Regions from separate parts of the Mus musculus genome. Here all the other regions are linked to region 2. A link is a contact called in public HiChIP or PLAC-seq data. All regions are on one chromosome and are shown on one strand. The core of a region is the stretch at or near the end of the contact, and the rest is flanking DNA. Distances in the headings are between cores, read along the strand shown. Region 1 has its middle 38 kb from the start of Tnik. Region 2 overlaps Tnik (TRAF2 and NCK interacting kinase). Region 3 overlaps Gm42196 (a long non-coding RNA gene).

The links. HiChIP or PLAC-seq counts read pairs in DNA pulled down with a chosen protein or histone mark.
Region 1: a contact with region 2 is called in an H3K27ac HiChIP or PLAC-seq map of oligodendrocyte precursor cells, with 5 times the contacts expected there. The contact joins two enhancer-like sites. A contact is called at or near these places in 2 of 15 datasets of contacts at CTCF or cohesin (both in the NIH/3T3 cell line), 1 of 484 Hi-C or Micro-C datasets (forebrain) and 2 of 115 datasets of contacts at active chromatin or transcription factors (embryonic stem cells and oligodendrocyte precursor cells).
Region 3: an H3K27ac HiChIP or PLAC-seq map of stem cell-derived neural progenitor cells shows a contact between it and region 2, with 4 times the contacts expected there. The contact joins two enhancer-like sites. A contact is called at or near these places in 2 of 39 promoter capture datasets (the 3T3-L1 cell line and hippocampal neurons), 1 of 15 datasets of contacts at CTCF or cohesin (the NIH/3T3 cell line), 38 of 484 Hi-C or Micro-C datasets (the 3T3-L1 cell line, 3T3-L1-derived adipocytes, CD8 T cells and 24 more), 17 of 115 datasets of contacts at active chromatin or transcription factors (DN3 thymocytes, acute myeloid leukemia, astrocytes and 14 more) and 2 of 9 other capture datasets (embryonic stem cells and liver).

Annotation. Positions count from the first base shown.
Region 1 is chr3:28,223,439-28,227,232 of GRCm38.p6, reverse strand. No RefSeq gene overlaps it. Among named protein-coding and RNA genes, the nearest start is that of Tnik, 38 kb to the left of the region's middle. Within about 2 kb of position 2,037, at least 31 of the 459 cell types and tissues checked have an H3K27ac peak or open chromatin away from gene starts, as enhancers often do. A contact at or near this core is called in forebrain and oligodendrocyte precursor cells, where this site is marked.
Region 2 is chr3:28,556,946-28,560,962 of GRCm38.p6, reverse strand. It overlaps Tnik (TRAF2 and NCK interacting kinase), which reads right to left. Exons shown (of 33, transcript NM_026910.1): 9 at 3,846-3,924. Among named protein-coding and RNA genes, the nearest start is that of Gm52603, 130 kb to the left of the region's middle. Within about 2 kb of position 2,457, at least 82 of the 459 cell types and tissues checked have an H3K27ac peak or open chromatin away from gene starts, as enhancers often do. A contact at or near this core is called in astrocytes, forebrain, oligodendrocyte precursor cells and 2 more, where this site is marked.
Region 3 is chr3:28,184,169-28,188,216 of GRCm38.p6, reverse strand. The region is part of intron 2 of Gm42196 (a long non-coding RNA gene); the gene reads right to left. Among named protein-coding and RNA genes, the nearest start is that of Gm42196, 9.7 kb to the right of the region's middle. Within about 2 kb of position 2,501, at least 28 of the 459 cell types and tissues checked have an H3K27ac peak or open chromatin away from gene starts, as enhancers often do. A contact at or near this core is called in astrocytes, oligodendrocyte precursor cells, stem cell-derived neural progenitor cells and 1 more, where this site is marked.

The sequences.
Region 1 (3,794 bases), core at 788-3,287, 330 kb after region 2:
GTAAAGAGGACAAAGGTCATAGTGCCAGGTACCATACTGAAGAAGGAAACTTGAGAGGCTTGCTCCTGCAGCAGTCCTGGGCTCTGCCTAGTCTGTTGTACGCACAGTTATCTATTATTCTTTCCACTGTGGAAAGAATCAGGGGTTGCCTAAAGCATCATTCAAATTACGCCCATGAAAAGATGATGCAGCCAGCCTCCACAAGCAGGCTCATTTGAATCTAGATAAAACCTATCCGATGGTCTGTCTGCATCTTAAAACTCCCATTTGGATTCTTCACTCAGCACCACGTTTGTAAGCCATGCTTGCCCTTCGTTTTATTGTTTATCTACTTTTGAAAATAACAAGGAAATGGAGTGGGAAATGGAAAATTACTCCGCTGGAAAAGCCAACCTTTCTAAATGCGAGCTTTTGATGCATTGAAAAACAGTCTACAGAATTTCCAAGTGTACCCAGATATGCCCACAAGCACGTAGAACTGAAATATTCCCGAGCTAAAGAGAAAACAATACCAGTAATATTTACTGACTATTTATATGATAAGTATTTATGCTAAGAGCTTAGATGCCACTTTTTACTTAATACTCAGAATGTCTTTGGAATAATTATTATCTTCCCTCTGGTGTGGAACTGCAAATCATATCTGGGAAAAGTGCTGAGATACATCCAAGGTCACGCGGGTCAATTGTGAGAGAGGCTCGAGCAGTCTCCAGGTCTGTCTATGAGGGGGTGAAGCCCGTGCTTTTGATAAGTGTTGCATCTTTAGTCCTTCAAGTAGCACATGGCCTTGGGATCCCTCGGTAAAAGGAAGGAGTGATCGGCGACCGATGCTCCGTCTCCATTAGCAAATCTCCGGCAAGTAGGTTAGGTCGTATGACCAGCAAATGGGCCAAGTCACGTGACCCGTGGGCACTCTCCACGGTTGATCCCAGGCCTGAGTTCCGCCTTGACATAGCCTCTTTCAGAAATGAGAAGTGTCGTGGAAGTCGTACCCAGGCTCTTCTATCAGTTTTCTAGGCGTCAGTAGTGAGACACAGGCTCCCACCGTGCCTTTCTGTGTTTCAAGTGCATTCTCTGCACAATTCCCTCTGTCCTCTCAACGAACCTCTCCATTTTCTTCTGAATCCAGCAGCCATTCACCCATGAGAGCAATTGATCTGGTAAGACACTCCACAGACACTCTCTGAAAGCTAGACTCAGCTGCTCTAAGAACTGCTTTCTGGATATGGTTACATGAACTCCCAGTGGATAACATAGCTTCTGTTTTCCTTTCATTTTTCCCCTCTTTTGCTATCTCCAACTTTATTTTCAAGTAATTTTTTAGATTATGAAGTTAGAATGTCATAAAATTTTCTTAATAACCTTCATGGGGTTCTCTCCCCCTTAACTTCCTGACACAGAGAAATGATGAACAGCAGCCAGTCAGCACGGGTGAGACCTCATTCCTTTGTGCCTCTCCTCCGGTCCAGCATCCAGTCCAGGGAGGGGTGCTGGCTGTGTTTGGTTGCCATGTTGGCTGTCTGTCCCCTGGATCTGAAGCCAATTCACAGTGTCACTGCTTTCACAAGCTTGACACATTTCAAAAGCATAGCCAAGGTCCTTTTTTAGAGTGCCCCTCAAATTGGGTTTGTCAGAGACCAGAGAGGTAATGTGTTCCCTGAACGCAGCGTTCAGGAGCTCTGTCCTTTCAGTTTGTCCTCTTACCCAGGGTAGCGACTGCTGTGAGGACCAAGAGGGGGACAATAAGAGGGACAAGAATCGTTTAGCACAGTTACAAGACCGGACTAGGACCTACTGTGTTACTGTCTGTGTCCCGTTTGCATTTCAAATCCTACAAAACCATGAAGAAAGAACTAAGTATAAATGAGGGACGGAAGTGGAACTGAATTTGGGGTACGTGCAGATGCTCACTTTACCCCGGCTGCTGCAGCTGTGCCCCCACTGGCGTCCTGAGGGTTCCTGGAGACCCAAGAGGACCATAGCACTCAGTGTTCCTCTGTACAGGCAACGAATGTAAATGTAGCCGAAGTGACACTTGAGTGTTTGGCTATTGTACATTCACTGGCAGGGGACATGTCTACTCAGCCCTGGATCTGGCCTACAGGATGTCAGGCAACCTTTTCAAGACCATGAGATTTTAATAGTCTCTAAAGTGAAGTTATTAGACATTATACTTTTCCTGGGTAAAACATGCAATTAATGTATAAATCTGGGCTTTACAAGTGATGTGTGCGCAGGATGTTTGTTTAACTAGCTGCAGGCTGATTGGCATGCGGGCCTACTACAGTATTTTTCTATTAGTCTCTGAATAGGCAGTCCAATGAATTATTTATTGAATTCGCACATCCTGGTGCTTTTCTTTTCTTTTTGTAAAGAACATTCTCTATTGGAAGTCATGGCCTCCTCTAGTCAATTAACCTTCCACTGTCCAGATGGCCTCTCTTGGTGTTTCCTAAGGAAACACTTCAGAGTGCAGAGAAAGGGGCTGGATCTGATCAAGACCTCAGTTGCCTCCGACTGGAATCTTCTTCCAAGTTAAATGTATAACGGCCTTGCTGAGTTGATGGCAGGGGCTGTGCCTCGCAGACACACCCACGCTGTGCTTTTCTTGAGATGAGTACAGCCTCTGTGAAGGCGGAGAGACAGCTAAGCTGGCCTCTCTTTCTGACAGACCCCAGCTTTGTTTTCTGAAGATAAGGGAGGGTTCTGGAGCTGGGCGTCTCCAAGAGCGGTTTTATCAGACATGTCAATCTTCCCACCATCTCTGGGACCATTCATTTCTGTTCCCTTGCCTCCTGGATACCATTCTTAGTGGTGGTAACATGGTCTTGAGAGGGCAAATGTAATGTCCCTGCATTTATCTAGCCTCTGCTTGAATCGTGTTTTCTTGGATCCCAGTTGGCCAAGCAAAATCACATGCAAGAACCAGAGCCTCGTGGGAAGGGGCTACAGGAGAATATGAATATTGGGAAGGGGAGTTAGATAAGGACCATCACGTAAGAGTCTAGCCCACTGACTTGACAAGGTTAAATGAAGGTGACATATGTAAATTGTCTGACAGGTAGTAACACTCAACCAATCTTAAAAATCACTGTTAAGGCACAGCCTTTAAATCAATCTTAGGACCTAAAGGTACTGGGCCTAATTCACAAACACACATGAAGAGAACTTGCCGTGTTTTGTGGATGTTTTCATTATATTCTCCAGAATCAGACTGTAGTCCTTTTTCCTGTCCATATACTCACAGTGTTTAATAGATGTTCTGTGATTAGATAAAGCCAGCAAACAAGTTCTCTCATGTGCTTTTTTTTGTAGTGCTAGGGATGAAGCCCACCTGCACAGATGCTAGACAAGAGTTCCATCACTGAGCTACTCCCATCGCCCAAATGATGGGCTGATATTTGAAAGATAAAATTTCCTTTTTATGCTCATTAAAAATGGCTTTAAAACAAAAGTTTTAAAAAATCTGGACACACAAATTTTTCCAATGATTCACATGTAAAAATAGTATGTGTTCATTTATCTTGAAATCTGAGCCTAACAGAGTTCTATTTATAATTCCTTAATAGTTTCTTCAATATTTGATTATTCTCTATGTTAGTCCCAATAAGGCCTCTGTAGATAGTACAACAGCAAAAATAAATGGTTCCTGACTCAACCATCACTCTTTACCTCCACAGCAATACTGTTCCCCAAAGCATGGCTTAGCAGCGACACATGCACATGGACATGGAATATAGGTATGTTGTCACACTGTGAGACTAGAATTTCGACCCTGGCACTCACAGGAAGAA
Region 2 (4,017 bases), core at 1,208-3,707:
TTTCACAACTAGCCCCTTTCTCTGCCTTGGGCTTCATCGCTTGTGTGGCTCAGGGCAAATGACTTCTCTGCGCCCTCTTCCCTGGCTACAAATATAGATGCCTACAGTGCATACATTAAAACACTGCTGTATCAATTAAACATGTTAATTCATTTTAAATGCCTCTTGTGATTAGTGCTGACATGACCATGGGGACACTTGACCATTCTCTGACCATCACTACACTCAAGGAAGAAAAAAAATCCTTTCTTAAGGATTGTGACATGGAAATCAAACATTGCTCCCCCCGCATACTTCTGCTAAGTAAAATGGGCACCACTGAGCAGTGTTCAGTGGCAGAGTTTGAAAGATGACTTTGTCATTATGGGAACATCATAGAACCTATCTGCTCCTGCCAACATGGCTGCAGAGGCACCAGGTGGTTCAGTCTTAAGGCACCACTGTCATACATGGAGTCCATTGCTAACCCGAATTTTATTATGTAGCAGGTGGCTGCACAGCATTGTTTAAAGGGATTGCTGTAGATGGATTTGGGGAAGCAGAACAGAACAGGTTAATTTAAAAAAACTCATGCTTCAGTTTGGGTTTTGATTTTGGTGAAGTATACAGTCACAGTACAAACTAACCAGTTCAATGTATCTCAAATATTTTGTGACATCTACTTTATATCATCATTATTTTCATTTGGCACACACACTCACACACACACACACACACACTCACACACACACACACACGCACGCACGCACGCACGCACGCACGCCTACAGCCCTATAGCCCTACAGCCCTACCTTTGTTCTATCTCAAAACTAAAGTGCCTAACAGCAGGCATGGAACTCTAAAAAATAGTCCGGATGGGCGGGTAGGGTGTGTGCTGGCTAGATTTTTTTGTCAACTTGACACAATCCCATGTCATCTAGGGACACCTCTCTGTCGTTGAGAAAATGCCTCTATGAGACTGGCTTTCAGGCAAGTCTTTGGGGGAATTTTCTTGATTAGTGATTGATGTGGAGGGACCCAGCTCACTGTGTGCACTGTGAGAACCCGTAGCAAGAGCTTTGAAAGGTAACCAGCAAAGTAGGATTCTCTTCAAGGAGCCCCGAAAGCCATTGCGTAAGGCCGTGAAGTGAAGCCTCATCTGTAAGGCAGAACTCAGTATATTAGATTTTGCTGGGATTATGGGATAGCCACTAAGGAGAGTTAAAGGTATGGAGTGGAGCCATTCGAAGGGAGGCTATGTGTGCTGTGGGCAGAGTAGGAGAGGCACGGCTGGTGGAGACCAGATGACACCACCAGGAGCCTTGGATGCTTGACACTGAACCTCAGGATTTTGTGTTTCCCCTGCTAAGCTCAGGCCTTAAAGTCTCCTTATCTATCCCTCTCTATTGGAACGAGAATGTTTATTTTGTGCTACTTCATATTGGAAATATGTGAGCTGGGTTTTAATTTTACAGGTCTTCGAGTTAAGAGATACCTTGAGAATCGCAAAGGCTTTGGGCCTTTAAGCAACAGGTTATGGAGCTGTTAAGATTCGGGAGACTGGTGTAGAGGAGGTAAAGGCACTTTGCATCATGAGACGATCATGTGCGTTTGGGGCCCAGAGGTGGAGCTTTATAGTCGAGGGTCAAGGTGACAAGAAGTGGCCATATGGTGGCTAGTCTTCATTGTTAGTTTGACTGGGTTTAGAACTACCTAAGAGACACACCTGGGAGGATGCCATTAATGAGCAGGCTTTAGGTTCTACTTAGGAGGGGAGATCTATCCCCCATGTGTGTAGCACCATGCAGGGCTTGGAGTCTCTGGATTAAAAAAAAAAAAAAAAGAGGATGAAAACAGCTGAATATCAGCACTCATCTCTCTCTGTGTTCTTGATTGTGCACACAGTATGACCCCTGCCTTAGTTCCTCTTCCACAATGGGCTGTATCCCTTCTTTAATTGTGACCTAAAGGAAACCATCCTCTCTGAACTTGATCTTGCCAGGTATCTGTTATAGAAATGATAAAGTAGTCAATGTAGCCCATGAGATGACACATGCCTGCGGATGGCCAGCCTGTTCTTCTGTGGAAAGGCTTAAAATACCTCCCCGGAGCAGTGACAGGAGAGGAGGGGATGGGAAGTGAGGCCCACGGTAGACAGTAACCCCCACCCCCAGAAGCTTGGCACATTACAAGCAGAAATCTGGCAGGCAGCAAGCTTTGCAGAGTCACTGTTGCTTCCAGGGGAAGGAACGGAGCTGGCTCCTCTCTCTGGGAGTCGGATCCAGGGAGGAAAGGAGAGAAAGATCTCAGAAGAGTGAGGAGGGGCCCTCCTGCGCTCTGTCACCACATGCTATGTGGCACCCAATGAAAGGCTGTTGCTGGGGAGAGAACATGCATTTCTCTTACCCACAGTGACCCTCTGAGAGGAAGGAGAGCAGGGAAGGCTTTGCCTCCTGGTTACCAATAGCAACTCACAATCCCCTTGCAGGTCTGGCAACTGAGAGACTGTCATTGCTTGTGGCTTTTCTGTTTCCTTCCCCTCTGTGTGCCTTTCCTCTGTTGAGCCAGGGTTGCCATGTCATTACCAGCTGATTGGTAGTAATTAAGCCTGCTCTATGTGGTGGGTGGTGTCTGTGGGTGGGAAACAGGAGGATGCCAGTCAAGGGCCTGAGCCTTAAGTCATAGGAAAAGGGACAAACAATTTGTTCCTGTTTAGTTGAATTATTCAGGGCTTGTGCCTATAAAATCACAGGAGGTCACAGACTGGTAGGGATTGGCTCCAATGCTAGAGGAGATGTAAGAATGTATTAGGAGGCCGTGCCACTTCTGCAGCAGGGGAGACGGGGGGGGCATCGTATAACAAAGCATAAAGACCCCCAATGTAAGTACACAGAGAAGTGACAGGCAACATTTGGCATAACCTGAGGACTCCATTTCCAAGCCTCACCTGGTTGCTCACCATCCACACTCCTGTCTTACCCCGTTCTCAGGGAGTAGCAAGTAGTAGCTCTCTTTAGAACAAGTCACCTTTTTGTCAGGATAAGCTTATTAAGAACAAAGGTTGTACTCCTGTCCCCAAATAGAAAGCCAGCATGTCCTGTCACAAAAAGAAAGGGACTGAAAAAAAAAAAAACTCACAAAGAACCACAATTGCTCATGCCAGAAACATCACAGGGACCATTAGCAGGTCTGTGTGGGCGTGCAGGGAGCCACTGTCTTGAGGAATAGAATGGGCTGACTCTAAATCATCACCTTTTCCAAAGAAATGTGCCGTGCAGCCAGGCTAGCATAGCCTGCAGTCGTAAATCACATCATTTTCGTGCCATTACTTGGGCTCCATTTTGGCTAATAGCTCCCTGCCTCGAGGATAGGGTTAACAAGCTGCTGTATAGACAGCAGGTAGCCAAGCCTCAAGTCCAAGATCAATGGTGGCATACAGAATGTCACCTACCAAGCTGTGGCATGCATTTTTAAAAAGTATCTAGCCAGAAAGACCTAGGGATCAGGGGTAACTCAAAAGAAGATCTCAGAGAGAGGCCGGGTGGGTGGTGTGGTCGCTACAGTGCTTGTCATTCAAGCACGAGAACTGAGTTCAGAACCCTAGCACTCGTGTAGAAAGCCAGGTGTGCTAGCGTGTGCCTGTAATCCTATGAAAGATGGCTGGGGCTCTGGTATAACAAAACACTTTGTCTATCGAAGTAAGGGAGGAAAGCAACTGTGAAAGATAACAGAGGCCAACCCAAGGCATCTACATACAAGCACATGTGTGTGCACCTGCAGACACATGTCCACACATACACACAAAAGTGAAAGATCACAGGAAAGCTTCGCCCTCAGATCTGAAAAGTACTGTGGAGCAAACTCACCACTTCTTAGACTTGAGCCGAGGTGCAGGGTTCCGTGGGATGAGGAAGAGGGCTCTCATGGGATGCATGTCACAGAGGGCTGCAGGAGACCAAAAACAAGGACCAGAGCCAGTCAGAGGCCACCCACACTACCATCCTGGCCGCACACAAAGTATGCACATGTCCATAAGGC
Region 3 (4,048 bases), core at 1,252-3,751, 370 kb after region 2:
CAAACCACTATAATCAGAGCCTGGAGAGATGGCTCAGTGGTTAAAAGCACTAACTGCTCTTCCAGAAGTCCTGAGTTCAATTCCTAGCAACCACATGGTGGCTCACAACCATCTGTAATGGGATCTGGTACCCTCTTCTGGTGTGTCTGAAGAGAATGACAGTGTACTCATATACATAAAATAAATAAATAATTCTTTTAAAAAATGCCCACTACAATCACTATGGCAATCAAGGGAGGCTTGAGTCTTATTCGTCTACCCTCTCAGAGATAATCATCATGGTCCTGCTTTACTTTCTGTCCAAAGTTTGCAAACTTTGTATGCTTTTCTAGTTTTGAACTAGTTAATCCTTAATGAAAAGAACTGGAAATATATTTATCATATTTAAGATACTTGCTATTTCTTCGAACTGATTTTTTATTTGTATCGTATGTTGTTTGCCAAATAAAGCTAGAACATTGACTGGGGCCTGTAGGTCATGTGCTCCTGCGATGACCAATCAATGGCATGAAGTGAGAGCTGTGAAGGAGAAGGCCTCTCTCCTTAGATCCATGGCTACAGTCAGAGGAAAGAAGCGTGAAAAGGCTAGTGCTGGAGCTCACCCTTGGCTAACTCCACGGGCCTTGAACAAGGGTCTCATAATTTTAAATATGGACTAACCAGGTCCCAGAGAGGCCAAAGGACTCATTTAGAACTACAGAAACCTTAAGTGGAATTTCAATGTTATGTGGGATAAATGAACTTACTAATTGCTTCAACCCCTCCTCTTTGAAAATAAAAAGTAATCTAAATCTTGATTTGCATGCATGCATACCTGTGCATTTGTCTGAGTGTGCATCGTGCATGGGCCTCAGAGGCCATAAGAGGGCATTGGATCCCCTGGAGCTGCAGCTACATGCAGGAGTAAGACACTAGAAGTGCTAGGAATTAGCCATGGGACCTCGGTAAGAACAGCTAGTGCTCTTACCTTCTGAGCCCTCGTCTCTCTAGCCTGGTATTATCCCTAATTTTCAAAGCACTCCACATCCCTCTTAACTCCTCCAGTATCCTAGAACGAATTTAAAGGTAACTTTCAGCAAACTTGAAGTGATCGAGACAACTTACTCAGAAATTGCCTGATGTTTTTTTATACTGAGGCATCACTGGCTCCAAAATGACATCAGGGTGGATGTGAGTAACGGGAAACTCAGCATTCGATATCAAAGGGAGACAGTCAGAGTCTAAGAAAAGCCATGAGTGTGGTGGCATTGACTTGTTAGGTAAACCAGAATCTGCGTGGAATCACTAGAATTGGTTCTTCAATCTCAGTAAATGCCTAACATTGGTTATCATAATTAAGGAGAAGACTCTCTCTTGTGAGCCAACCTCCACCCCAGGAGTTGCAGAGGTGCCACAGCGAGGTCAAGGTCTAGGCTGCTGCTGCTGGCTCTGCTGGAACTTGGCTACATGTCTTTCTGTGGGTCATTTTACTTCTCTGAGGTTTCATTTCTTCATTCATAAAATTAGTTTAGATTGCCTATAGCAATAATGCTGACCTGTGGCTATATTTTTCTTCATCTGCATTTTTCTCTTTGTGTCTCTCTGCATGTCTCTCTCTGTCTCTGTCTCTGTCTCTCTTTCAAGGTGTGTGGATGTGTGTGTGGGTGTGTTTGCACACACATGCATGAGTGGAGGCCAGTGGAACTATTTGGTGGTGTTTCTCAAGGGCTCTCCACAGTTTTTGTTGTTGTTGTTGTTGTTGTTGTTGTTGTTGTTTTTAAGACTAAACTGTCCAGTGAGTTCCAGGAATCCCCCTGTCTCTTCTTCTTCAGAGCTGAGAAAACTGGTTTTGCTCGGTCAGGTCCCTTATTACCTTACATCTGGGTTTCTTCATTTTCTTTTGTTACTTCCCTAGCCCCTCTAAACATTTAAGTTTGCAATCCCTGGGCTAGAACACCTGTGAGTCTACCTCCAACTCTGACACACCTGATAGGTTACAGCTGATGGCCTAATGGGCCTCAGCTCTCAGGCAGGAGACTTAAAGCATCCTGCAGCTCTGAAGTTGGTTCTTTATCCTTTCCAGGCTCTCCCCTCCCTGGGCATGGTGATGTAATCAATCGCCTTAGAGTTCTTCCTATAAATCCCCTGAAGCCAGGCTCTCCTGTTGCAGTCACAGAGAGCCTCTTGTAGTTCCTGTTTCTAGGACGTGATCTTACAAAGCTCAGGCTGCTGCCTTATTTTCTAATTCTCTCTCCTTGGTTCTGGGAGGCCAAGTCAGGGCAAGGACAGTCTCTTCAGGAGAAAGACTTGAATCAATAAGAGAAAGAGAGAAGGATACAGAATGTTAATGCAGATGGTACCACCCCTCCTCTGCATTGAGTTTAAAAATTCTAGGATTCTATTCTGTATAAACCACACTTCTTGGCCCTTTATACCACATCCAGTCTTTAGTGAACCCAGGCCTAGTTGTGGGCATTTGTGTGCCTATCAGATGGGGCTCCTTCTCAGCAGGGGATTTGTGCTCAGTGACCTGAGGGCACACAGCTGCTGAGAGAGTGTCTAGGACACAGGCTCTCCTCACAAAGCAGCTCTGTGTTACAGGAACTCCCTCCCACACACATGTGCACACAAGAGTTGTATCTTTAAAATGGTCTTAGGTCCGGATGAAACTCCTAAAGGGATAGGAAAACAGTTTCTTTTTCAAAAGCTTTCTTTTTGTAAGGTTTAGCTTCCTGACAGCTAGAACTGCTCTTGTGTCATTCATATACATCTACACACACACACATATATATATCATACACACATATATACATATACACATATACATATATGTGTATATATATATATATATATATATATATATATATATATATATATATTTATATCAATCACAACTTATTTCTCTTAAACATGAGCCAAACTGATGAATGTTCTTAGAATTCTGCTGACCAAACAGATAAACATGGTCTATGTGAGGAAAGGCCCGGTCAAAGATGGATCTGATTAACTATGGAGGTTCTATGTATGCAATTAAGACAATTCCAGGAGCCACACAAAAAAGCAATTTAATAATCACTCCTTCCTTCCTTCCTTCCTTCCTCTACCCTCCCTTCCACCTCCCCCTCTCCCTTCCTTTCCCCTCCTCCTTCCTTTCCTTTCTCATTCTTTTCCTCATTTGCTTTTTAAGATTTATGTTTAAGGAGGAGTGGTGGCACCTCAGAGGCATGTAAAATCTCTGAGTCCAAAGCCAACCTGGTCTACACAGTGAGCTTCAGGACAGCCAGGGCAACACAAAACCAAAACAAACACACACACAAACAACAACAAATAAAACTTGACCCCCGCCCCCAAGAGATTGATTATGAGCAGGCGGCTGAAGCCAACGTGGAGGGCCATTGTGAGCCACCCAGATGGGTACTGGAAATCAAATTCTCATCCTTTTTAAGAACAAGTACTTCTAATTCTAAGCTGTCACTGTTGTTTGGTTTGTGACCAGGAGCTCACTATGCAGCCCTTAGCTGATCCAGAACTGGCTATGTAGACCGGGCTGTCCTCTAACTACTGGCCATCCTTCCATCCCAGCCTGAGCGCTGGGATCATGACATGCCCTGGGCTCCTCTTCTTTCTCAAATAATTAGTGTTCCTCTAGTAATAAAGTAGGCCTCCTACTGTGAAACAAAAAAGGGAGCAAATAGTCCTGGCTCCTAGATTTGCTGTCTGTGACAGTTTGATGGAGAGTGCTCCCCACCCCCCATGGACTCACACAACTGAATGCTTAATCATCAGGGAATAGCATTATTTGAGAAGGATTAGGAAGAGTGGCCTTGTTGGAAGAAGGGTGTCATTGGGGTTGGGCTATGAGATTTCAAAAGTCCAAGTAGCCCCGGTTCCCCAACTCCCTCTCTTTCTGCCTGCAGATCAGGATGTAGCTCTCAGCTACTTCTCCAACATCATGTCTGCCTGCCTGCAGCCATGCTTCCTGCCAGGAGGATAATGGACTCTGAAAACTGAGCAAGCCCCCAATTTAACGTTTTCTTTTATGACTTGCCCCTGGTCATGGGGTCTCTTC